Regions from separate parts of the Sus scrofa genome. Here regions 1, 3 and 4 are each linked to region 2. A link is a contact called in public targeted proximity ligation data. All regions are on one chromosome and are shown on one strand. The core of a region is the stretch at or near the end of the contact, and the rest is flanking DNA. Distances in the headings are between cores, read along the strand shown.

Region 1 (5,993 bases), core at 35-2,534, 130 kb after region 2:
ATAAGCGGGTGGGCTCCTCTGTGACTGACTTGCTCCTTTGAAGCTAGAAAAAAGGGTGACTCTCCCCAAACCACTTTAAGTTCCCTCTTAGCAGTCATTCTGCTACATTTACAATAGAAAAGTTCAAAAATACTGCTCAATCAACAAACACTGGCAAAATAATTTATGGTATACCCTTACAAGAAAATACTAGGCAACCATTTTTTTAAAATTCTCATAGAAGAATATGTAAGGACACGGGGAGATGTTTATAACACATCTGGAAAGTGTAAAAAAATTACCAAAAAGTAGTATGTCCTTTTATACATATGTATGGGCTTCTGTTCTTTTTTGTTCATGTTTTATAATGTGCATTTTCTAATATTTTATAATGGAAATGTTTTACTTTGTAATATGTAAAAAAAAGCAGTTTAAGTATTTTTAATTAAAAAGCAGCCTGAGCCTGTATCGGAGCTGAAAGAAGATTTAGAGCCCAGAGTCTGAGATCCACACAGGTCTTGATGGTCACAGAGCAGTGCTAGTCAATAGGAATAGAGAAGTAGGAGATACAACAAATAGGAGACATCTGTGGCCTTTAGAATTTTCCAGTAGCCACACTGAAGAAACAAAAAGTGGTGAAATTAATGCTGATAATTCGTTGTACCCAATATACCCCAAGTGCTATCCCATTGCAATATGTAATCCATGTGAAAATATTGAAACATTGTGTATTCTTTTTTACCCAGACTGAGAAACCCTTACACTTATAGAACATTTCAAGAGTTTGATAGGCACCTGAGCAGTTCAGGAGGAGGGGGGGAAGCCAGGCTGCAAGAGCCTCAAAGCAAAGCGGGCGGCGGGGGGGGGGTCTCCCCAGCAACTCTTTGGTCTTTGGGGGAGAAAGAACCTGCTCTCTGGGAAACCCCTGTCCTTGGGCCAGAGCTGGGCTTCAGTTAAGGTGAGGAAGCGGGAGGGAACATTCCGTGACAAACAAGTGTGAGAGGGGGCGGGGCGTGTACCGCTGGACGGGGCTGGCAGAGTGCAGGCTGGCAGGGCTGGCAGAAGGCACCACAGTGGGAGGATGGATCAGGGGCGAAAAATGCACAAAACAGCATGGGAATGAGGACAAGCAAGGAAGCGTGTCTGTCCAGAGGGCTCGCGTTTTGGGCGGTGGCCAGGTCTGCCAGGGATGAGAAGCAGGAAATTAATTGGGCTTGTGGTTCCAAACAGACCTTTGGCGAGCAGGTCTGTCGCTGACCTGCTGAGGGAGGCTCGCTCGCCCAAGTCTCTGCAGCCCTTCCCGTCCGGCTGTCCTTCACCTGCCTCCCGTCGCCTGACATCAGCGTGATGCCCTTAATTTTCACCTCTGCACTAGTCAGATGTTCCAGTGAGCTCTGTGTATATCCTGGGAATTCCGAAGTTGAATCTGTAGGGCTAATCCTTCTCCAAGCATTCTGGATCTTCTCCCTCTCTAGGCCCGTTATCAGTCAACCTAAACGAAACTGGGAAGATATGACCGACCAAACAGGATAACAGAGGATACCACGGAGCTAGATGCTGGCAAGATTTTTTTCTGCTTTTCTAAGATATAGAGCTATATAATTGACCCCTTAAATTACCAATTTTCCTAATAAAGCTCACATAGTAATTATTAAGGTAATCTTGGCGTCTATCAAGGGCTCAGTAAACACTTGAAGAAGAATTGAAGGAAATTCTTAAGTGTTCTATCTCCGACTGCATCAAATGACTGCATTGGGGCTATTGTATTTGGGTGCATTTAACAACAACAAAAAAAGCCCAAGTCAAGTAATAGCACTTATGTATTTGTTAGCAAATCCCAGTGGATAACATTGTTCATTGTACGGTTCCAACTTTCCTTGCAAGATCCCACTGAGCATTGTTAGAAATAAACCCCCCAAATCTGTAACTTTTGTAGGGAACTAATCTTCTTCCTTCACCATCAGAAAAACCTCAGAGCACAGGAATCCTCCTCTACAGAGGATATATTTCCTCTGGAATGTTTCCTTGTTTGCAACAGTAAGAACTTCTAGTTAGATGGTTTCTCATTTTGCTCTGGACACCAGGGTATTCAGAGAAAAATCAGATGTCCAAGCAGAAGTTCATTTTGTATTTGTTACTCTTGCAATCCATGCTCGTCATTTCCTATTTGCAATATATTATTGTGCATCCACATGCACACACTTGCATGCATGCCTATGCCTTTTTGGAAGAGATGACACAATGCAATGCTTTAAGTTAATTGCTGCACCATGACACTTGGGCTGAGGAGAGCTGACTTCCAGGCTGGTCTTGCCAGACACCAGCTGGGTGACTTCAGGCAGTTCATTTACCTCCACTACGTTTAGTCTCCTCCTCTACAAAACAGTTACTTAGTCTCTCCCTCATGAAAATTCGAAGATTAATTTAGGTTGCACAAGAGAAAGGAAGTAGCAGGTAGTGCTTCTTCTCCCCCAAACTCTTCTCGTCCTATTTTGGCTGTTTGCCTCCCCTGGCTCCACCCCAGAGCCAGATTCAGCAGATCCCACTCCGGGTCCACTGAGGCACAACCCAAGGGTTGTGACTTAGGCATGTGGACATTTCATACATTTTCCTAAAATAAGCACCAGAATTCAGTGTGTGCCCAGAAGGCTCCTGACACACATGTTATAGCCCCAAGCCCTACAAGTACATGAGTGATGGCTGCTCTTCGGCTCTCTCCAGCTTATGGAAAAATCATTATCTTCTCTTTTTTTGCTTTTTTGCTTTTTAGGGCTGCACCTGAGGCATTTGGAAGTTCCCAGGCTAGCATCGAATCAGAGCTGTAGCTGCTAGCCTACACCATAGCCACAGCAAGGCGGGATCCGAGCCTCATCTGTGACCTACACCACAGCTCACAGCAACATTGGATCCTTAACCCACTGAACCACATCCTCATCGATCCTAGGCAGGTTCATTAACCTCTGAGCCCCAAAGGGAACTCCCCAAAATCGTTATCTTCTACTTCAATCTCTCTCTCTCTCATGGCTGCATCCATGGCATATGGAAATTCCTGGGCCAGGGACTGAATCCAAGCCACAGCAGTGACATATGCTATAGCTGCAGCCATGCTGGATACTTTATCCACTGCCTCAGGCTGGGGATCAGACCCGCACCTCTGCACCAACCCAAGCTGCTGCTGAGATTGGAGTCTTTTTTTTTTTTTTTTTTCTCATTAGGGCTGCATCTGTGCATATGGACGTTCCCTGGCTAGGGGTCAAATCGGAGCTACAGCTGCTGGCTTATGCCACAGCCATGCTTATGCCACAGCTACAGCAATGCTAGATCCAAGCCACATCTGCAAACTACACCACAGCTCATGGCAAAACCAGATCCTTAACCACTGAGTGAGGCCAGGGATCAAATCTGCATCCTCATGGATACTAGTTTGGCTTGTTACCACTGAGCCACAATAGGAACTTTCTCAGATTCTTAACCTATTGCACCTACAGAGGGAACTCCCTTCAATTTCTCTCTTGGGTGAGCAAAGTCCTAAGAGCTATGGCCCAGCAGAAGTATGAGGGGTAAGCCCACCACTAGGCGCCTTTTTCCCAGGGAAGACTCCCCAGTCTCCCCCTCGACATCCCCTCCAGTGTAAGTTAAGTGCCCCTTCTAAGGGCGCATCTGCACCTCACATTATTTCTGTCTCCTTCCTGGACTGTGAGCGCCTTCATATCGGAATATATGTCTTAACTTACCTTAGAATCCCTAGCGTATGTATTGCAGACGTTCAGTGCATGATAAAAAATCATTCCCTTCTTTCCATCTCTCGTGACTTTATTTTGGAATACTGGTTCTACTCTTCCTGTTGTTGGGGTAAGGCTGGGAAATGCTCCGAAAATGATGGTGAGATGGTTTTACTGAGAATTGGGGGAAATAGTAATTAGGAAGGAAGCCAGACGAGGGAAGGAAGGCAATATTTATTGAGTGCCCATTGTATGCCAGGAAATATGCTAGGCAGCCTTGCCTGCACATCTCATTGAATTCTTCCAACCCTTCATTCCTAAATGCTTGGGCTCTCATTAAAGCACTTACCTATTAACCCATATAAGGACATAGACTCCAAAACTTGACTAAACTTGAGCAAATTACATGAACAAATTAGTTGCATGCTACAGGGCTACCAAAAGAGGTTTATAAACTAAAATGGCATCCATTCTACTGATCCTTAATCCCAAGAGAGCAAATCCAACTTCAGAAGTCAGGAGCTTGTTATTGGTACCTGGACCATCCACCCCTAGGCAGTAAGTCCGAGAATAAAGAGAATTACATACCTTCTGGTTAATTCTCTGAGATGCAACATCCTACAGATATCTAAAATGTCACTGGAGCTGCAAGCTATCACCGGAATGTATCACAAATTGCCCTGATGCTCACCAAGGGTCCAGCACACCATATATCAGAGCATCTTGGGCCAGAAGTCCCACCTACCACTACCTGCCCAGCCTGCAGCCCTTATCCTCCCGTTAGCCTCAGCCTCACTCCCAGCCTCCACCTGGTCCTCCCCCATCTGCTCTCTCTGCATGGGCCTCAGCCCCTTGCTCTTACACCACACAATCCACAGGCTCAACTTCACCTTTACCAGTCGTTATCCCTTCCAAAGGCCCTTGGAAATCAAGGGTAATGGATTATAATCATGAAGAGGGAGCACTCCCTACATATACACAGGTGAACAAAATACCACCCGTATCTTCCTTTCCAATCAGATCTTTGTCAAGTCGGTTGGCCAGAAAAGATGAGGCAGACAATGACTGCCTCCTCGGTGCACTCCCACCACCCTCTCCTTTGCTGACAGCATGGCAAATGCTGCTTACATCCCTGAGCAGCCACAGGCTCAGGGATGTAACACAGAACTAGCCTATAGGAGGAAATCTGCTGGAGACCCCAGAGAAATGGTTCCTTCCTAATAAAAAGAGGCTTATGGAAAGGAACTATCCTTTCTGCCTTTGGACATTTTCATGTGATGACACGATGCTTGTTGCTGCTGCAGCCATTTTGTGCCCATGAGGGAAAAGCCAAGAGGTATGAAAAAGAGGACCTGGAGCCCAATTAACCAATTCTAATACTATGTGAGAAAATTAAATTACTGGTTAAGTCACTTTAAGTTGGGTCTTCTGCTACTTACAATCAAAAGCATTCTTGCTGACTCAGTGGAAAAGCCAGGAACTTCTATTTTTTTATTCATCCTAAGGGGTCAGACAGAGAACAAGACTTAAGTAACAGGAGTATTTCTCTATTTCTGGTTTCATGGCAGGTGCAAGAGTTATCTGAGGAAGAAAGCCTTCCTTAGACCAGGCCCTCCATAGCTTGTGGAGATAGCCAAAAACATCTTGATATGTTAAGAAAAAGTAACTCTGACCAGCCTCTGTATAGAAATCTCAGTGTCATAGCGCCCAGTGCATACTGAAAAACCAGGTTCATGTGCCTTACAGTAACTACGTCTTTCAGTGGAAAAGAATTCTATCCTATAAGCATCACTTATGTCTGAAACTTATTCTTCTGGAGTATAGACATCATGACAGAGGAGTTCCCGTCGTGGTGCAGTGGTTAACAAATCTGACTAGGAACCATGAGGTTGCAGGTTCGACCCCTGGCCTTGCTCAGTGGGTTAAGGAGCCAGCGTTGCCATGAGCTGTGGTGTAGGTCGAAGATGTGGCTCGGATCTGGCGTTGCTGTGGCTCTGGCATAGGCCAGCGGCTGTAGTTCTGATTGGACCCCTAGCCTGAGAACTTCCATATGCTAGAGTCGTGGCCCTAGAAAAGGCAAAAAGACAAAAAAAAAAAAAGAAAAAAGAAATCATGAGAGATATTCCTTCACCTAATTAAACCAGCAGGAGTTAGGTAAATTCTCACTTGCTTACTCCTTTCCCTCTAGTATCTCACAAACATAGGAGCATATGCTTGTTAACCTAGAATGTTGTCTTCCAGGGAGTTCCCATCATAGCTCAGTGGTTAATAAACCCCACTGGTATCCATAAG
Region 2 (6,767 bases), core at 276-2,775:
GAAACTATCTGAACTCTGTTGTTGCCAAATCTGAAGCGAGTTGACAGATGAAGGAGAGTTTGGGGTTTTTTTAGTTATGTGAGAGCTGAAGGCACATTTATGTCCTTTTAATAACTTTACTGTACTTTGATGATGTGGTGGGGGGAAATGACGTGAAGGACATAATTAAAGTTCCTAGAGTAGAAGATTGTTTAAGGGGAACTGCTAAATAAAATATCCTGAATGTATACTCATAATTTTTTTAAAATACTTGGAAAATAAATTGGAAAAGAATCTAAATAATCAGCTAATGCCTTAATGCAGTTTACACTTATGAATAAGACTGGAAAAGCCCTAGGACTTAAATTTGAGGAAACTATATCTGGCCAAAGAAAAATTCTGTACTTAGTGTATGAGTTAGTTATACATGGGGTTCGAATTAGAATAGGATTAGATTAGAACCAAAAGGTAAATCAATCAGATTCCAAATCTGATTTTTAGACTATAAACAAGATATCTAGAGTCCTTTTTTTTTTTTTTTTTTTTTTTTGGCCATGCCCACAGCACGTGCAATTAGTCCCTGGGCCAGGGATCGAACCTGTGCCACACAGCAGTGACAACGCCAGATACTTAACCTGCTGCACCACAAGGGAACTCCCAAGAGATGTGGATTCCAGTGTTGTTAACAATTTTCCTTAGAGAAGTTTTTAAAATAGGACAATCTGGAGAAATAGTGACACTCTATGCAAACTGCTATCCTCCATTCATTAGCGTTACTTTGCAACTTGCGCTTTTGGCTGTTTCATTCATTTGCTTAATTGACTGTAAGAAAACCAAAACTGGCCGAGTGAGTCACAGATGAGTCACAGCTCACCTCCTGGAGCAGCCACAGCCTGTCTGGGGCTCACTGCACCAAGCCTGAATTTCAAGTTGAAGAAGAATGTTGGGTGAAAGAAAGCCAAGAGCTGCCGAGGATGCCAAAGAAATTATTGGGAGAATGAGGACATCTTGAGAGCAGGCTGCCCAGCACATCCTCTCCAGATTAGAACCCTGGGGCTTATACCGCTCTCCTTACCACAGAAACGAGACACCTGCATCCAGTCCGCTCCTCTCCCAGCTGACCTTGTGACGTCACCCACTGTCAAGGGTTAAAGGGAAGGGACCCCGGGTGCATCCCTGACACTGCCTTCTGAATGCTGCCAATCAGACTTGTGGACACTGTGTGACATGGGAGTACCACAGTGACTCCTCAGGCTACCACACCCTACAGAAAGGACGTCCAGCAAGGGTGACACAGAGTCTCTGCACCCCTCCTCCTTCCCGAAAAATATCTCCATCATTCACACTATAATTCTGTTTTAATAAATAATATACATGTGACCCATCAGTTCACAGTGTCTGGAGATCTGAAAAATAGATACCATGAAATACACCTGATTACCTACAAAAAACAAAAACACCCCCACTGTGCTGGGGTGACTCCTTATAGAGGCACGGATGAAACCAGCTCATGACTGACCAGTTCCGTTCTTGCTGACTCAGGAAGGCTCCAGCGAGTGTGCTGCTGAGTGACTGCAGCAGCTGTACACATCGGCACGAGTTTTTCTTCCCACTTCCATTTCTGCTTGTCAGACACTAAAATGTCATTTCCTTCCTGCTGGACTCGACAGTTCTCAAGAACAAGGACCATGTCATTCTTAAACGAACACTGCCGGCAATCTCTCCCATCTGAGTTAAGCAAAATGCATTCAAAATATGCATGTCAAATGTGAAATGAAAAACCTACAAACTGCTTACCTCCCAAATGCCATGTTAACACAATGCTAAAAGAAAATATATAATTATCCTACTTACAAGCATTATAGCCAAAAACCTCTTAAAGATCACCATAAAGTTTTCAGAAGCCAATCCAGCATCTTCCAATGCTAAGAGACCCGGGTTGAGGATTGTAATCCCAGTGATGAATACAACACAGGTATTATATTAACACCTGTATGTTATAGGCAAGCTTCCATTTAACTAAAACTTTTCAACGTAGTCCATTAAAAATTCTAGTCCTTAGAATTCAGAATATATTGTCACAAATAAATAAGGTTAAGGTGGTCAAGCTCTTAGGCCAGTAGCCAGAAGGCATCATGTCAAAAGAAAGAAACCAAGGCATTTCCTGGTGGCCTAGCAGGTTAAGGACGTAGCGGTGTGGAGTTCACACCGTGGCTCAGCAGCAATGAGCCTAACTAGTATCCATGAAGACTTGGGTTCAATCCCCTGGTCATGATCAGTGGGTCAAGGATCCGGCGTTGCCACGAGCTGTGGTGTGAGTAACAGAGGCGGCTCGGATCTGGTGTTGCTATAGCGGTGGCTGTGGCCAGCAGTGGCAGCTCTGATTCAACCCTTAGACTGGGAACTTGCATATGCCATGGGTGTGGCCCCAAAAAGACAAAACAAAACAAACAAAAAAAGGATGTGGCATTGTCACTGGTGGGGCTCTGGTTGCTGCTGTGGTGCAGGTTCAGTCCCCTGGCCTGGGGACTTCCTCTTGCCACAGGCATGGCCACAATAAACTGGCTGTCCTTTTCCTTCATGCTCCCTTTCTGGATAAGCCCAGAGCACCTGTGTGCTATGACCTCATAGCCCTGAACCCATAACACAAATGCCTTCATGTCTCCAAGTAGACAGGTAGCTTTGATCACCTCGAAGGCCCACAATGTACCGCGCACTTAAGACGTACTTATCCAACAACACACAACAATGAAAAAGACGTTTTGTCCCCCGAGTAAAGTGATGTTCCTTCAGGATGCTCTCAGTCATCCTGCAAGTGAACTTGCGTATTTTATCACTAAGCAGTCAAAATAAAATAAGCTGATTACCATGTTAATCGTCTCCCTCTTAAAAAAAGAAAGAAAAGAGAAGAGAAGAAAGAGAAAGAAGAAAAGAAAAGAAAAGAAAAGAAAGGAAAGGAAAAGAAAAGAAAAGAAAGGAAAAGAAAAGAAAAGAAAAGAATAAAAACAAACAGCGGTGGGGGAGGAGGCGTGGATACTCTGGGCTCCCTTTACTGTTTTTACACCCCCTCTGCTGCAGCACCTATCGATTTTAATTCCACAGGGGCACTTCCATTCTTCCTAAAGGCCTTTCTTCCCCAGATGACGATCACCTTTGTTTTTATAATTTCAAATTTGGCTTAAATGTCCCTTCCACAGCGACACCACAAGAACGGCCTTCCGTTTCAAGTGCTCAAATGTTGAGATCCTAGGACATTCAGCCGTTAACACTCTTTGTCTCCATTCGAATTTAAAACTAAATGCAAGATAAACTCCTGAGTCAGAGACAGACAAAAAAGGTTAGCTTTTTATTCTTAAAAACAGTATTATGTATTATCATCTCAAGTGGCACCTCCTTTTAAAAAGCCCCACACCCATCCCATCTTAAAAGCCCTCAACCCTCAGAGCAGCTTTCCCATGCGAGCGGGTCCCCAGAACCCAGCACTGAGTATCATCCAGACCCACTCAACAGCTTCCAAAGAAAACGGTGGAAAATTCAGGGCGTCTGAGAGACGGAAGGACCACGAAGAAGAGCATGATTTTTGCCAAGATGCCTGTGATACTAGGCCAATGTTCCAGAGCTTAACCCTCAGTTAGGGGACAAGTATCCACCAAAGGATAAACGGATCAGCAAAACGTGGGCTCTACATGCAGCGGATCATCACCTAGCCGTCGAAAGGAAGGGAACTCTGATACCTGCTACTACGAGGATGAACCTGGAGACTTTTTAATCTAACAGAAATAGGACAGCCACAAAAGGACAAAGACTGTACGATGCCACTTATATGAGGAAGCTAGAGTAGCCAAATTCATAATGACAGTTGCCAGAGGCTGGGAGCGGGGAGGTACTGTTGCAGGAGGACAGAGGTTTCAACTGGGAAAGATGAAAAAGTCCTGGAGACGGACCATGGCGATGGCTGCACAGCAACGTGCATGGATGTAACGCCAGAGAGCAGTCCCATCAAATATGGTTTAAAAGGTAAATTTTATGTCAGGTTATTTTACAATCCTTTAAAAAAGCTCCTTAAAAAATTAACTAGATGTCTCCCAGTTCATTTTCACCCAAGGCATCAGGACACTGAAAGGAAAATCCAGCCATGCAGTCTTCTCTGTCAGAGGGCGGCATGGAGGTGTCACTGCCTTCTTTAAAATTTTATTTATTTCTGCTTTTTAAGCACCCGTGGCACATGGAAGTTCCCAGGCTGGGAGTCAAATCAGCACTGTAGCTGCCAGCCTACACCGCAGCCACAGCCACACCAGATCTGAAGCCACCATCTGCGACTGACACCACAGCTCACAGCAACGCCGGATCTGTAACCCACTGAGCGAGGCCAGGGATCGAACCCACAGCCTCATGGATGCTAGTCAGATTCACTTCCTCTGCACCATGACAGGAGCTCCCCAAAAACTTAGAAAGGTGCCATGGTGGCAGCCCCAGGTCCCTCGGGCCTGACCGTGGAACTTTTCTTTCCCACCCTGCGTGTTCAAGACTTCGTGGCTGCAGCTGCTCTCTGAGCCCCGTGCTCCTGGCGCTCAGGTACTGAACTGAATGCGGCTGCGCCGAGGACCCGCAGCATCCCCAGGGTCTTTCACAAGCGGGAATGTTCCGTCTTGGGCCACGGCGTCTGTTGCAACTGCCTTTTCTGTGTAACTGCTGTGGGCTGGACTCGTGCTTCCTAAGGAAGATCCTCTTTGTCCCATGTTTCTTACAACTTCAGCTGCAGCGGATTCCAGGGCCGTGTCCACTGTTTCGAAGCCCACGTCCCCAGAGGCCTGCCAGGACCTACATCCTTGTATGCGCATCCTGAGACACTAGAGTCCCCCACATTTTACTGACCAGGTCCTCAGTACCTTTTTTCTTTCTTTCTCCTTCCTTTCTCCCTCCCTCCCTTTTTTCTTTCTTTCTTTCTCTTCCTTTTGCCAGAAGTAGGGCTTATTCCTCATACTTAATTCATCTCTGCTGAGTCCATTTTCCTTTGAGATTCAGAGGCTCCTCCCTCGCCTTCTCTCTTACTGTAGAAATGAACGGTTTACACCCCAAAAGAGATAATCCCAGCCAGGGGTTACTCCCCTCAGGCCCCTCTAGCCAGGCCTGGGCTGGCTCCCCTACAACGCTCTCCCGCACCTTCGAAGAATCCCAGCTCCAAGAAGAACCTGAGCAGGAGCCTGGGGGGCACAGGTAATACTTGCTGGCCTGATTTAACCAACTCCCTCATCCTGAAAATCAACTCTTCAGTACTTTGTGGAGCTATCTCAGGGCTTCCCTCTCCAATGCAAATTTTCTGTAACCACTGGATTTGACCACCTCAGAGCCAGCACAAGCCAGGGGGGAGAGAATGCTTTGCACCCATCAGAAGAAGGTGCCCCCTCAGAGCACAAGTAAAACGGGCTCAGGTTCCACAGTGAAAATAAAGTCAGTTTCATTTCAACCTCTACTAGCAAAAATCTTTATGCAGGGCACAAAACGTAAAACCACACCCAGCTAGGAGCTATGAAAATCAAGTTTCCAGCTGTTCCTACTCCAGACTCTAGCGAAATCTTTCAAGAGATACTTAGCAGTATTTCCTGGATCTTTATGAAAACCTTTCAGAGATTTTTTTCATTTCTTTCTTTCTTAACTATTTCTAAAGGCTCGTGACCTTGTCTAATTAATGCTGTTAGGGTGAGTCTCCTTTCCTTCTCTATCTGCCTATCCTGGTTTAAGATCTCATTTTTCCCTTTATATCACTCAGAAGATATGAACCTTTCTCCTGGCTTAATTAGTCCTTTCAATCTACCACTGCTCCTTTTCTGATAAGACCAAAGCATATTTTTCAAACCACTCTAGCTCCTCCTCGATTTCCTAAGAAAACCCCATCTCTAGAATCTGGGTGTTGCAGACACAGGCCTTTGTAATCCTCGTCCTGACATTTGGGTTTGCAGTCATTTTACCGACTCATTTGTCTATCTAAACCCAAGAATGCAGCACCCACGTTTTAAGGAGGTTCCCCTTCCTTTTTAACTTACTTATTAAGAAAATCTACAACTTTTCCATAGGTGAAGCCATAGCTCTAAGACCCAGGGGTGAGAATGTATTTAAATAACAAAGCCAGAGCAAACCTAAAAGGTGTTTCCAAGGGTGGAGGAACTGGTTTGAGTGTCTAGAGCACTGCCTCTGTTCCCACCCTGCAGGCCTCCCATCTCCCAACCCCCCACCCCCACCCCACCCCCCAGGCACTGGGGGCCTCAGCTGCCTCCAGGCCTGCCCCGCTGCAGAGATAGCGCTTTCCTAGAGGGCAGGTGGGTTAGCTGAGGTGGGTCCTATGATACGCGGGTCTAGTAAGATCTCAAACTCCAAAATTACATAAGATTAGTCCCTCCAGGGCCTTCCTCTGTTTGGCCTGGAATGAAATTAACTGAATGTGGTGGGGCCAATTTATTACTTCCTACCTTGGCCTCATTCTCACAATTTAGAGGAACCTCACGCAGTCACATCCTTGAAACTTTATCACTTTTGCAGTCTGCAGTCCGGACCTGCAGCTTTGACCGGAACACAGCACAGGCAGCAAATGTTTTTCCACACCAAATAGCTTGAAAAGATCCAACCGCTTCCTCTGCCTCACCGACAACAAAAATCCAAGCTGAACCCACAAAACCCAAAGTACCTACAAGTGGCTCAGCCCACCCACAGAGCTCAGCGGGGATCCGTGCATTCTGCACTTGCTAAGGCCTACAGCCCCATCTCAACAGCTGTGTCTGGGGAAGCCACTT
Region 3 (6,687 bases), core at 532-3,031, 200 kb after region 2:
AGGGAAATTACTAGTTTATTATTCTTGAGAGGTTCGTACCAGGGCATCTAAATCTTTAGATAAGGACCTAATTTAATTTTAGTTCCCCTTCTGCTAAGATTTCATACTCTGGGGTAATATATACAAAAAAAAAAAAAAAAAGGAGAGAAACATGTGAGCGGTCTCTGGGTCAAGAATATTAGCATGATTATTAATGAATAGAAATTTAGCTGTGATTCTTCTTAGGTCTCCAAAGTTCCTTCTCACACGCTATCTTATTTATTCTTAAAGATAATATAAAGCAAAAATTCCAAAAACAAAATATCTAAGTTGTCCTTGAGGCAAACTGAATCTTGGGAAAAGCCTTATTTTTACAGGTATATATTAGCAAACTTATACCACTTTGAATCATAGAGTTTTATGGCTGAAAGAGATCATTGGACAGAGGGTCACCTGTTTTAAAGGTGGATCAAAGGCTCAGAGCAGAGCCAGAGCTTGGCAAAGCTCACACAGAAGCAAAGCGAGGACGGGAGCCCTGGTTTTCTCTCGTCCACCCAGCCTTCTTTCCTCCGCTCCATCCTATTTCCCTTACTGACCTCTATGCATTCTTTTATATTTATTTTTCTATTTTTTTTTTGTTTGTTTGTTTAAGGCCATACCTGTGGCACATGGAGTTCCTGGGCTAGGGGTCAAATTGGAGTTGAAGCTGCTGGCCTACACCACAGCCACAGCAATGCCGGATCCTTCACCCACTAAGCAAGGCCGGGGATCAAACCAGCATCCTCATGAAGACTGTTGGGTCCTTAACCAGCTGAGCCGTAATAGGCAACTCTATTCATTTGTTTAAATGCAGGTTTCAATTTTAAAACTAAAAAATTTTAATTACCCCTATTAGCCAAACCCATGTCCCTTCTTCTGTCTCCACCCACTGGCTTTAATCTCTGCTCTCGGCTGCTTTTTCTAAAGTTTAGAAACTTACCATCCTTAAAAAAAAAAAAAAACAAAAAAACCAAAAAACCAAAAAAATAAAACAGCTTCCCTTTGATCCTGCCTCTGCCTCAAACTCGCTGGCCCCTCCCTTCAGAGCACAACTTTCTGAGCGAAGGTCCACCCACACACCCTCTTCTTCCTTCCGCCCGCACACCCCTCAGCCCACTGCCCTGGAAGCCTGTGGCTGCCACGCCAGGGAACTCTCCTCCCTGCAGTCGCTCAGGGTCTCAGACCTGGCAACACCTGCAGATCTGTCTCTGCTGCCTGTGATGGCATTGGCCAGTCCTTCCTTTTTAAAACCCTCTCATCCCAGGCTCCAGGATGCCAGCTCTCCAGGGCTCCCTCCTCTTCCGTCTCCCTAGCGGGCACGCTGCTTCTCTGAGTCAGCAGGGCTGTGAGGCGTGGAGGTGTGGATGGGCCGGGGGCAGAAGAGAGGCACAGCCATCCCCACACGTGCTCCTCCCCGTCTCCTGCCTGCACCACGCAGCTCGGTAATCCTGTCTTTCCTTCCTGCATGTATTCAACACCTGTTGAGAACCAACCATATGCCAAACCGTGTACCACACCCTGGGGCCCCAGCGATGAAAGGTGAGTGTGCAATCTCTCTCCCTTCAGTGTGCACCTGCCTCCAAGTCACACCCCTCCAACCCATCCTTCTTCTGGAAAGTTCTGGCAGGTCCTGTCCCTCCCTTCTGAAACTCCTCCCATGGGTTTCTTTTTCCACCCGAGTCCTTAGCATGGCACAGAGCTCGGGTTTAATCCATGTGTCTAGCCATTCTCCCCAAGGAACACCCCGGTCACACCCAGAACATACCATTTCCCCAAACACACACAGCCTCTCGTGACTCTTTGCCTTCACGTGTGCTGTCCCCTCTCTCCAGGCCACCCTGACGTATCTTCTTAGGGTGGTTAAATTCTCTTCATCCTTCAAAGCCCAGGCAAAAACATCACCTTCCCAACGGCGCCTTGTCAACACCGCCTTCGTCGTTACCACTGTACACCGAACAAAGTCACTGCGACACGTATCACTTTAAATTGAAACTTGTTTCATGTCAGCCTTCTCAATGACTCTGAGAACAAAAACTACATATTATTTATTTTCACACATGCCTAATGCCCAGCAAAGTCCCGGGGAGACAGTTCTGAATGTAAACATCAAAAAAAAAAACCGTGTTGAATTAATCACTGTATTTTCGGTGGTGCCACAACTCCTCGGTGCTTGTGCTTCCCATCAACATTTCATGTGCTCTGGTTCTTCACCGTTGTCTCATCTCACTACTTCTTTTCATTCTATTTATGGGCTTCAAGGGGAAAAGGCAAAACCTGGCCTCTTTGCTCATCCCTCAGGCTCCTCTTCTTTATTAAATTGAAACCAAAAATACGAAACCACAAAAGGACTTTTGGTTCAAGCCCCTCCTCCTGTAGATAGCAGTGAGGACAGATTTCCTTTCACTGGATTTGATTTATTCCTTCATAATGGAATAAAAATTAACCTCGCGGAAACAGTACATACAGCCAGAGGTAATTCAATGACAAATGAATGAGATGTTACACAACAGCACAGCTTAATTGGCTCTTCTTGATTGAAAAGGCACAGCCTCTGTAGTGTACAGTGTGTAATTTCCTTTCGTTCTTTCTACTATTGTCATTGTGTTGCAATGGCTACACATCCCTCTTTGAAAACCAAGCCTTCCGCTCATCCTTTTCCTGCCCTTGTAAATGAACCACACCCACCCACCCTCGACGTCACTGGGATTGAATTAAAAAGTCACTACACAAAAAAGCAGGTCATTGCTCTGCCTCCAGGATGCTCCTGCCACCCCCACCCCCCACACTCGTCCATCCCATTATTTCTCCCATCCGGTTGCCAGGTTCCCCCACACTCGCATTTTTGGGGTTTGTACCTTGACCCCCTGTTTTCCTAGCAATGTGAATCAGGTTGTGTCTGGACCAGCCATCCCTCCCTCATCACAGCCAGAAAGCAGTGCCCTGCCTCTGGCCACGCTTGCCAGCATAAGCTTCAAGGAGCACCTTCCCCCCCCGTCTGCCCAACACACATAGCAGAGGAAGGAGACTGACAGGTGTCTCCTCTGTTCACAGTTCTGTCTCCACACTTTTAAAACTCTCCCCCTCCTCAGCTGCCAGCCCACCTTAGCTTCATAGAGCTCCCCGCTCCACCCCCAGCCCCACCCTCGCCCCACCTCCCCCCCCCATGAGGGTGCCCCTTGCCCTCCACAGGGTGGGAGGTGGCATATGTGTGCCCCTCCCTTTCCACTTCAACTTCTGGCCCCCCCCTCCCTCCATGCATTTTGGCTCAACTGCATCCCACGGAAGGTGCTGCCCTCTGACCACTTAGCCCTCTTGCCCTCAACATTTTTTCCCAAATTTCCTGGTCGCTGGCTCTCACACATTAAAGACTTCAGGTAGCTGGGTCATGGGAAATCGTCAGCTCCCCAAACGGTTTCTCAAAGTCTCTGTCTGATGCACCCTCTCTCCTCGCAGTGTTATGTATCAAGCATTTTGTATCAACCACTTTGTTTTCAAATGCATTAGGGTCTCTGGTCCACCGACGCACACACTTCCCTCTGCACCTGTTTCCTCCTTGCCCCTTACTCTGCTTCCGAGCCACGGCCCTGACCCCAACCATCCCCTGTCCAGCATTCCCAATTTCCTTTCCCTGGGCTTTCGCAGCACCTGCCCAGTGAAACCCTAGCTGGTGAATCAAACTATGTGCTGCCGCGGTGCTTACGTCGGGGAAGTAAACCCTGCTGGAGAAAATGATGTATGGGGGCAGACTTTCCCTTCCTCTCTGGGGCCAAGGGAGTCACTCAGGCGCTTTCTGCCTAGGCTGTTCCCGTGAGGAAGGATGCAGCACCTATTACATAGTGACAGCCATCCATGTGCGCGCGCAGTGGAAGAGGATAACGACCACCCTTGGGTAACATCTGGGCAAATCGCCGGCCCTGTTCTGTACTAGTGTAAATGGCAGGCGGCCCTTTTCGCGCCGCCCCCTCCACCACCGCTGCTCATGAGGCCAATAAAAGGGATGTCACACCTACCCGCAGGGCATTGGCTCTTCTTTCCGTTGCCCGAATCCAGGTTGAACCTGCCTGGTCTTGAGAAACTGCACAACACTCTCCTTGCCCAGGAGACCACCCTGGGCTGAGAGCTCCCCATGCCTTCTCAGTCCTCACCTCCGGGCTGCCCACGCAGCCCAGGCTTCACGCTTCCCTCCTTCTCACCGCTGTGCCTTCTCATCACCTCCACTGTTTCCTCCCTGGAGGGGGGCGCCCGCTTCAGGCTTCACGCTTCATGCCTTGCCTTCTCCTCCTTGTCTGTATACACTTCCCCCACAATTATCTGCTCTCCGGGCTTTAAATACCACCGGGATGCTGCTGACTCCCAAACACCTGTGTCTACCTCGCCCCTGAATTCCAGAAATGCCCTCTTGAATTTTCACCTTGGATGGCTCATAGGCATCTCGAATTTCATATGCTCCAAACCCAATTGGTCTCTTTCCCATCCCAAAGCCCCACCTTTTTTGGTATTTACATGGTCTTTCCATCTCAATAAAAGACAACTTTATCCTTTGGCTGTATTCTATCTTTCTTGGGTCAAAGACTGAGTCATCCTTGACTCCATTTCTTTTAACCCTCTATCTAATCTGTCATCAAATCCTATGGGTTCTCTGTCCTGCTCTCCTCCCGGTAGGAGGCTGGAGAACACTGCCCTTTGTTTATAGTGCTTTCATCTCAACCATTAATAAAATTATTTATATGCAGTGGTCAGAAGGAAACCAGTTTGCAACTATTCTCCCCCTTGGCTGCCAAGTGGAATCACGGGGCAGGGTGCGGGGGAGGCTTTGAAAAATCCTGGCACCTACTTCCCACCTGCAGGGAATCTCATTTAATTGGTCTGGGGCTGACCTGAGATTTTTAAATGCCGCCCCCCACCAAGGTGTTTCTAATATGCAGCCAAGTTTACGGCCACTGCATTAGGGCTTAAGGGGGGGGGAGGGGAGGACCAGTGAAAATCATTAGTATTAATCAGTGTTTGAATGTCAAGTAGATTTCAAAATCAGTATCAAACACTAAAAACAATATCCCTCAAACTGAAATAAACAATAATTATAACTGGGAAGCTCTATCAATATGCTCTATTCTTTGTGAACGAGCCTTATAATTTCATTACTTTTATAATCTTTTCTTTCTCATTTTTATAAGAATCTTTTTATTTTATAGATTGATCATTAGATGAGAAAATTTTACCACTGGCTAAAAAATCGGCCAGAACATCACCAGATCTCAGCTCTGGCTCCTGTGTTGTCTTTTCAAGTACCAACATTATTCCAAATTTTGCAGGAAATGAGCTGAAAAGCTCATCTCCATCTCGGGCAGGTTGAAGAACAGCTAATGATTTAACAAGGCCAGTTCTATTACCTTGATTTTCTTTTTTCAATTCTTGAGGATTTTTCCTCCAAAGGCATCAGGCTGTGGAGTCACCAGTTTGCTGCTTTTGAGCGAGACGTTAACAAACAAGGGGAAAGAGGCAGTGGAGACGTTTAAAAAGGAGCGGTAAAAAGAGCTCAGAGTGTGGTGGGTGAGAGGAAGAAGACAGGAAGAGGCAAAGGGGCCGGGGGCCGGCCTTTCTCAGCTCCTGCCATGCCAGGGAGTTGTGAGCAGCTGATGGACCCTGTGAGGGCAGCACCATCATCACATCAGAATCTACCTGTTCTCCTCTCCATCCTAATTTCTATTTTTCTCTGATCAAAACTTAAGCTTGTTAGAATCTATGCACTAAAGTGTTTGCAATCTTATTTTCTCTAAAGAGACTCCCTGTGGATGTCATAAACATTGTTTACTGAAGTGATAGTTGTACTTACACAGCTGCACAACATTGAAATAAAATTATAGCATTAAAACTCCTGCTTAGACTTGGAAAAACTTATGGTTTCCAAAGGAGACAGGTTGGGGGCTGGGGGGATGCACTGGGGGTTTGGGATGAAAATGCTATAAAATTGGGTTGTGATGATCATTGCACAACTATAAATGTAATAAATTCATTGAGCAATTTTTTTTAAAAAAAACCCTGTTTACTAGAATTGAAGGATACTTCAGATTAATCAAAAAATACAAGTCGAGTTGCCTAATAGTAACATTAAATTTTCCCATAACACTGATTATTCTATGAATAACCAGAACTATTATTCCATGAATAACCAGAATCTGAGGCCTAAACTGCATTTCTTTTAAAACATGCCAACCAAAGTGCAATCAATGAAAACAACTTCTTGTTTTAAAAAAAAAAAAATTGCAGAAGGAAACGGAGTAAACTCAATTTTGTGGTGAATTTTACTTGTTTGTTTTATTTTATTTTTACATTTATTTTAAGCTTGTATTTCAAGCTTCAATTATGTACACCTCTCAAAATATTTTAAGCACATGAAAAAATATTCATTATGCTATGAAAACAAATATGCCAAAATATCTTCCATGGTCACAATTTTATTATCTGAACATTTAAATATAACTCTGTGTATGAACAGTAAGGCTTTTTTTTTAATCATGTCTAATTTAACTTGTAAAAACATGGAATTTTTCTATATTTGAAAAGTTGTCCCGAAAATAAGAACAAGCCTTTCTCTTCAGTGCATGAAGGACCTTCTTTGTCACTTTCTCTGCTGGAGTGGTAACAGGCCGATCCTACCTTCCCTCCTCT
Region 4 (6,202 bases), core at 2,111-4,610, 140 kb before region 2:
TTTAATTAGGCGTTTCTGTTTGTTTTGATGAATCCCATGTATAGAAATGTTAGAGGACACTAAAAAAAAAAAAAAAAAAAAGAAAAAAGAAAAAGAACCATTTCCATGACAGTCACCACTGAATGGAGAACGACGATCAGCCAATGCGTCTTACTCAATTCTGTAAGTTCTAATTTGCTCAATCCGTCTCGAATACGTATTGGGCACTTATAAACGAGGCACTTGGCATGCATGAGATGTGGTCCCCTGTGCAAAGGACTTGGCAAAGTTCATCACAATAGTAACCATTCGATACGTAATCATTTCACCGAACTGACCAGTACACCCGAACCACAGAGCAACGAGCGTACCTGATTCCCGTGGCCAACGCTATCGGTGTGCGGGAAAGTCGTGATAATGTTTCTATCACCTGAAAAAAGAGGAAAGGGTTAATTGGATATGTATTTCACAAAGGAAAACATTTTTCTAAAATAGGAGGTTTACGATCTCATATTACCAACGGCGGCAGAAATGCAATGTTGCAAATGCCGCTAAGCGCAGAATAGGAAGAGCGCTGGGAAGTGTAAACACCTGCCTGATAATTGGGTCCCTTTCTCTCACTTCATGGCTCTAAGCAAACTGCTACATTGGCTGGCAATTTCTTTAACAGTAAAAAGCAAGGAGTTAGGGCAATCCTAAAAGGCCATCATGTCTCCATGTCTACATAATCTGAAAGGCCCTGTTAAGACTGTGCTGTCCAAAGTAATAACCACTAGCCACACAGAGGCTATTTAAACTTAAATTAATTAAAAATCTGAAAAAAAAAATTAAGTTCCTGCTTTCCCACTGTGGCTCCGCAGTGATCATGAGGATGCGAGTTTGACCCCTGGCTTCACTCGGTGGCTTAAGACCTGGCGTTCCCGAATGAGCTACGGTGTAGGCTGCAGATGGGGCTCAGAGCTGGCGTGGCTGTGGCTGTGGAGGAGGCCTGAAACTGCTGCTCTGATTTGACCCCTAGCCCAGGAACTTCCCTATGCTGCAGGTGCGGCCCTAAAAAGAAAACAAAACAAAACATTAAGTTTCTTAGTCGTACTTGCCACACTGCAGGTGCTCAGCAGCCCATGCGGCGAGTAGCCAGTGCACTGGACCACATGGAGAGCAGACACCGCCACCGTCATGGAAGGATCTACTGGACAGCACTGCAATGTAGTGAAGTGATTTTAAGGGTGGGCTCTCAAGTCAGACCATGTGAGTTCTGCTCCTAACTTTATCATTTATGAGCCATATAACCTCAGGCAAACCCCTTCTTTGGGTTTTAGTTTTTTCGTCTGGATACTGCCTATAATAACGTTGGATTAGTCATACTCACTAGATTATTATAAGACGTTAAAAGACAATACACGTAAAGTATTTAAATGGTAGTAGCTATTCTTTAAAACTGCCAACCTTAAAATATTTTCTGGGTATTTTCAGAAAAAGAAACTTCCTAAATTACCGTAGATAATCTGTATCTGTTTCAAAACCTCTTCATGAAAATTCCCATACCTAACGCCCACGTGCCCTGCTGGACCTTCGGCATCAGTGCCCCGTAACTCTACCCTTCCTTCCACGCGTAGACCTCACACCATCTCTTTCCAAGTCCTGGGTGAGGAAGTCAATGAGCTAAAATGTATTTTTCTCACGCAACTCGTTGCTATGATAATAGATATAAGTTGTCCTAATTAAAGAAAATGGAAAGAGGTTCTACTACAAGGCCTATTCAAAATGAGAAGAAAAAAAAGCAAAGAAAAGGAAAAAAAAGGTAAACATCTCTCTCTGGGTTAAGGTAATCTTTGAATTCCTTAGTTCAAAGACGGAACCGCCAAGGTTCCGGGGCTGTGCAGGGGCTGTGCAGGGGTCTCACTCGGTGATTACCCACACATATGCTTATTTATCACCTACTGGAGGAGGCAGCTTATCACTGGGGTGACAGACTCCGAGCTCTGAGGTAAGGACACCTGGCTGAGCGAGGCCACCCCTTACCGGCCTTATGGATGGTAACAACCACTCACCTGCCTCTCGGAGTTACTGGGAAAAGTAAATGCGATAACGCCCATCAACAAATGCTTAACTCAATAGATGTGAACTTTAAAAAAGAATCCCATCGCAGTAGAGTTGATTTACCATGTTGGGCTAATTTATGCTGCACAGCAAGGTGATTCAGCCACACATACACACACATCCGTTCCCATAGAGGTCGTCACAGAACACTCTCTAGATTTCTCTGTGCTACACAGCAGGTTCCTGTGGATCACCCATCCCATACACAAAAGTGTGCATGTGTCAGTCCCAGCCCCCCCAGTACTTCCCTCTCCCCTCCACCCTTCCCCGTTGGAAAGCATAAATTTGTTTTCAAAGTCTGTGAGTATGTTTCTGCTTTGTAAATAAGTTCATTTGTATCATTTTTTCACTTCTTTATCCATTCCTCTGTTGATGGACATAATAAATGTAAACTTTTATTAACATATAAAATACAATGATTATATACAAAAGAAATTTAATTGGAAGCCTTCATGCAACTTCTTCCTGGTTGAAGAGCGAGAAACCACCACCAAGATAACACCTGATATCAATTCATTTCCATAATAAAGACAGCACATCTTTAGTGAGTGTGTAAATTCAGGAGATGATGTATGAACAAATACTAAATTTATCAAAATAAACTGATTCAGGAGTTCCCTTTGTGGCGCAGTGGTTAACGAATCCGACTAGGAACCATGAGGTTGCGGGTTCGATCCCTGCCCTTGCTTAGTGGGTTAACGATCCAGCGTTGCCGTGAGCTGTGGTGTAGGTTGCAGACGCGGCTGGGATCCTGCGTTGCTGTGGCTCTGGCGTAGGCCGGTGGCTACAGCTCCGATTCGACCCCTAGCCTGGGAATCTCCATATGCTGCGGGAGCAGCCCAAGAAATGGCAAAAAGACAAAAAAAAACTGATTCAGGATAAAAATAATCATTTGCTAAATTTCTGAAAATATGCATTATTGAGTGAAGAGTCCAGCTACTGGAAGACTCCAGAATAATCCGTGGAGTAATATTTGGGCTCATGAATTAACCGCATTGTTGAATTTTAGTATGAGCCTTGTCCTGACTTGGCACTGTTTTAAAGTTACAGGGTGGAGTCAGCCTCTAATTTTTTTTTTTTTCACTGTGGTCCCAGCAGTGTCACTATTTATAAAAAGATAAATAGCAGCAGTATTAGCATGGCTACACATGTGCTGTTGCTCTCATTTACTTTAACACAAATACTAAAACACCAGAACTATTCACAAGCTGTGCCCTCCCCACAAGACTCTTATGTAGTTTGATTTTTTCATATAACTGTCCACCAGAGGGAGCCAGACGACAGTATATTCGCTTCTGCAATGCGTGTACCGTACAAACATTTCTGAAAATAAACAAGCTGAAACCATCGCCTCTTATTGACTCAAAGGGATTACTGATTACTACTCTATCATAGAAAAATACCATAAAAATATAAATCGTGGAAGAGACGGGAGGATAGTATGTAGTATGTCCTAAAGTGAATCTCTCAGGTCTATCGCTCAGGGTTATTTCTATCTTATGGTACATCAAGTCCATCCATTAACTCCAAGTTTAGCCAAAGCAAATAAAGGCTGTTTGGTCAATGCAGCATTTTTAGAACAGTGTGTATTGTATTAAGGTAAAGTGCATCCGGATTTGAAATAGACAAGTACACAAATTAATGCCAGATTCTTAAGTCCTCTGTGTGGAGACCAATCTACTGTTAGAAACATCCATCAGGAATATTTATAAAAGGAAACATCCCCAAGGGCAGTAAAAAAAAAAAAAAAAAAAAAAAAAAAGGAAGAAGAAGAAAAGACTATTTGCCTTGAAATGCCTTAATTTCGAAAATTTCACCTCAAATAATATGGAATACGGACATTTACTCTCAGAAAGAGGAGCAGCGAGTTAGATTATTTGCAAAGTAACAGGCTGACAATCAACTACTAAATCCCCAGCAGGGATTTTTCCTTCTCTACATCATCATCCATCCTTTGTTTGATAAGAAGAGTGGCATCTGTAAGAAAAAAATTCCAGATAACAATGCCTAAGAGTTGTCGTGGGAGGAAGGGGGGTGGCGTGGGCAGGCAGGCTGCTTTATGAGCGTGAGATCCCAGAATCTGTGAAGGATCAAGGGGCAAGTTGAAGAAAGACAGCGGGGTCAAACCTGCCTTTTTAGAAGATCTCAGCAAAGTGCAGGAGAGACTAGGGTAGGAGGAGGTGGCATACAGACAGGGGCCAGGAGAGCCACTAGGAGAGGTTTCTCCATTATCCAGGGAAGAAATGAGAGGTCTGAACCAAGCAGCAGCAGAGCTAGAGAAGAGGTGGACAGATGCGAAGTATTTCTCAGTAGCTGATGCACCGGGGAGGCTGAGGGAGGAGAAAGAGCTCAGGATGACCTGAGCTATTAACATCATGAAGGGCCAACTCCACTGCCGCCACCTGGAAAGCTCCAGAAGGCTGAGAGCAGGAAGCTCTGGTTCTCTGTTCCATGCATGTGCCTGACCATGTACATCACGAACTTGGCCAGGCTGGTCCCCATCCAGAGCCTTCTCTCACCTTCTCCCACCTCCAGTCTGGGTTCTTTGTGTCCCCACAGGACTCTGGACATAACTCTGCCCTAGCATCTATCACCTATTTTTAGAAATGTATTTGCTGTCTAAAACATTTGGAAAAGCCCCATGTTTTGTCAACTGAAACAATATAGTAACACATAAAAGTCGTCTGTCCACACCTGTCTCCCCATCTGCCTATACAGGAGCTAAGAATCTGGTTATGACTCTTGCAGAAATTTTTTTTTCCTTTTCCTTTACAATTATTATTTTAGGTAATGTGTCTCTGTTATACAGACTTTTTGTCAACATAGTTTTGTCAGTTAACAATATATCACAAATATTGTGTCAACACATACAGATCTCCTTTTTATTTTAATGTTATGTCAGTGTCTGTGGATAACATAACAATGTAACCATCCCCTGAGAGTGAGCTTTTTCTATATCTGCTGCAATACTGTTGTAATCACCATCCTTACCAAACATCTTTTCAATTGTGTGCAGGTATTTCTACAGGCAGGATTCCTACATGGGATAGCTAGGGCAAACAGTACAACCAGGAGTTCCCGTCATGGCTCAGCGACAGCGAATCTGACTAGCATCTGCGAGGACGCAGGTTCGATCCCTGGCCTTGCTCAGTGGGTTAAGGATCCAGTGTTGCTGTGGTTGTGGTGCAGGCCAGCAGCTACAGCTCCAATTTGACCCCTAGCCTGAGAACCTCCATATGCCACGGGTACAGCTCTAAAAAGACAAAGGAAAAAAAATTTAAGTTCCCACATAAACTGGAGTTCCCATCATGGCTCAGCGGGAATGAATCTTGACTAGTATCCATGAGGATGCAGGTTCCATCCCTGGCCTCGCTCAGGGGGTTAACGATCTGGCATTGTCGTGAGCTGTGGTGTAGTTGTAGACACAGCTTGGATCCTGCGTTGCTGTGGCTGTGGTGTAGGCCAGTGGCTAGAGCTCTGATTCGACCCCTAGCCTGGGAACCTCCATATGCTGCGAGTGCTTCCCCCCCCAAAAAAGAAACAGCACAACCACTGCTCTTCAAAAAATCTGCACAAATTCATATAACCCCTGAAAGGTATCTAAGAACACAATGAGGCACTCTAATGACATGTTTATCTGTCTTTACCAGCTAACAGTGGAAAATAACTTAGAGCAGGGAAATTGCTCCTTCGCTTGTCTATTCCATCACCGAGCTCACAGCCAAGCTCCTAACAACCACTTAACACAAAAATATCTGGTTGCTCAAACAAATGAATGACTACTACTTACCTTACAAAACTGTTGTAAGGATAAGGGATAATATGTGTAAAGACACAAAGAGCTTGGCCTGCTACAAGTGAGGAATGAATGAATGAATAATTAAAGAAGAAGCCCATTATGAAAATCAAATATTAAGTATGAGCAAGAGTTGCTTATCTCCTCAAATCTAGGGACAACATACATAGGGGCACCCCCTCCATCCTATCAACCATTAAAAATTTCCCAAATGATGATTATTTCATTTGAGTACTTTATTTTTTCCATCTCCATTAGTTTAGAAGCCATGAAATGACGGAGTTCCCACTGTGGCGCCACAGGTTACGAATCCAACTGCAGTGCCTG

What was found.
Region 1: a contact with region 2 is called in a targeted proximity ligation map of skeletal muscle. A contact is called at or near these places in 2 of 47 Hi-C or Micro-C datasets (fetal heart ventricle and liver) and 2 of 2 datasets of targeted methods (alveolar macrophages and skeletal muscle).
Region 3: a contact with region 2 is called in a targeted proximity ligation map of alveolar macrophages. A contact is called at or near these places in 2 of 2 datasets of targeted methods (alveolar macrophages and skeletal muscle).
Region 4: a contact with region 2 is called in a targeted proximity ligation map of alveolar macrophages. A contact is called at or near these places in 1 of 47 Hi-C or Micro-C datasets (embryonic fibroblasts) and 1 of 2 datasets of targeted methods (alveolar macrophages).

What each region holds. Positions count from the first base shown.
Region 1 is chr4:111,715,947-111,721,939 of Sscrofa11.1, reverse strand. LOC106510205 (a long non-coding RNA gene) reads right to left here. Exons shown (of 7, transcript XR_002343539.1): 5 at 5,141-5,201; 6 at 3,714-3,875; 7 at 1-1,481. Among named protein-coding and RNA genes, the nearest start is that of VAV3, 110 kb to the left of the region's middle.
Region 2 is chr4:111,845,644-111,852,410 of Sscrofa11.1, reverse strand. The region is part of intron 1 of VAV3 (guanine nucleotide exchange factor VAV3); the gene reads right to left. Among named protein-coding and RNA genes, the nearest start is that of VAV3, 24 kb to the right of the region's middle.
Region 3 is chr4:111,645,250-111,651,936 of Sscrofa11.1, reverse strand. The region is part of intron 1 of LOC106510205 (a long non-coding RNA gene); the gene reads right to left. Among named protein-coding and RNA genes, the nearest start is that of SLC25A24, 68 kb to the right of the region's middle.
Region 4 is chr4:111,986,044-111,992,245 of Sscrofa11.1, reverse strand. It overlaps VAV3 (guanine nucleotide exchange factor VAV3), which reads right to left. Exons shown (of 28, transcript XM_021090110.1): 3 at 351-409. Among named protein-coding and RNA genes, the nearest start is that of VAV3, 160 kb to the right of the region's middle.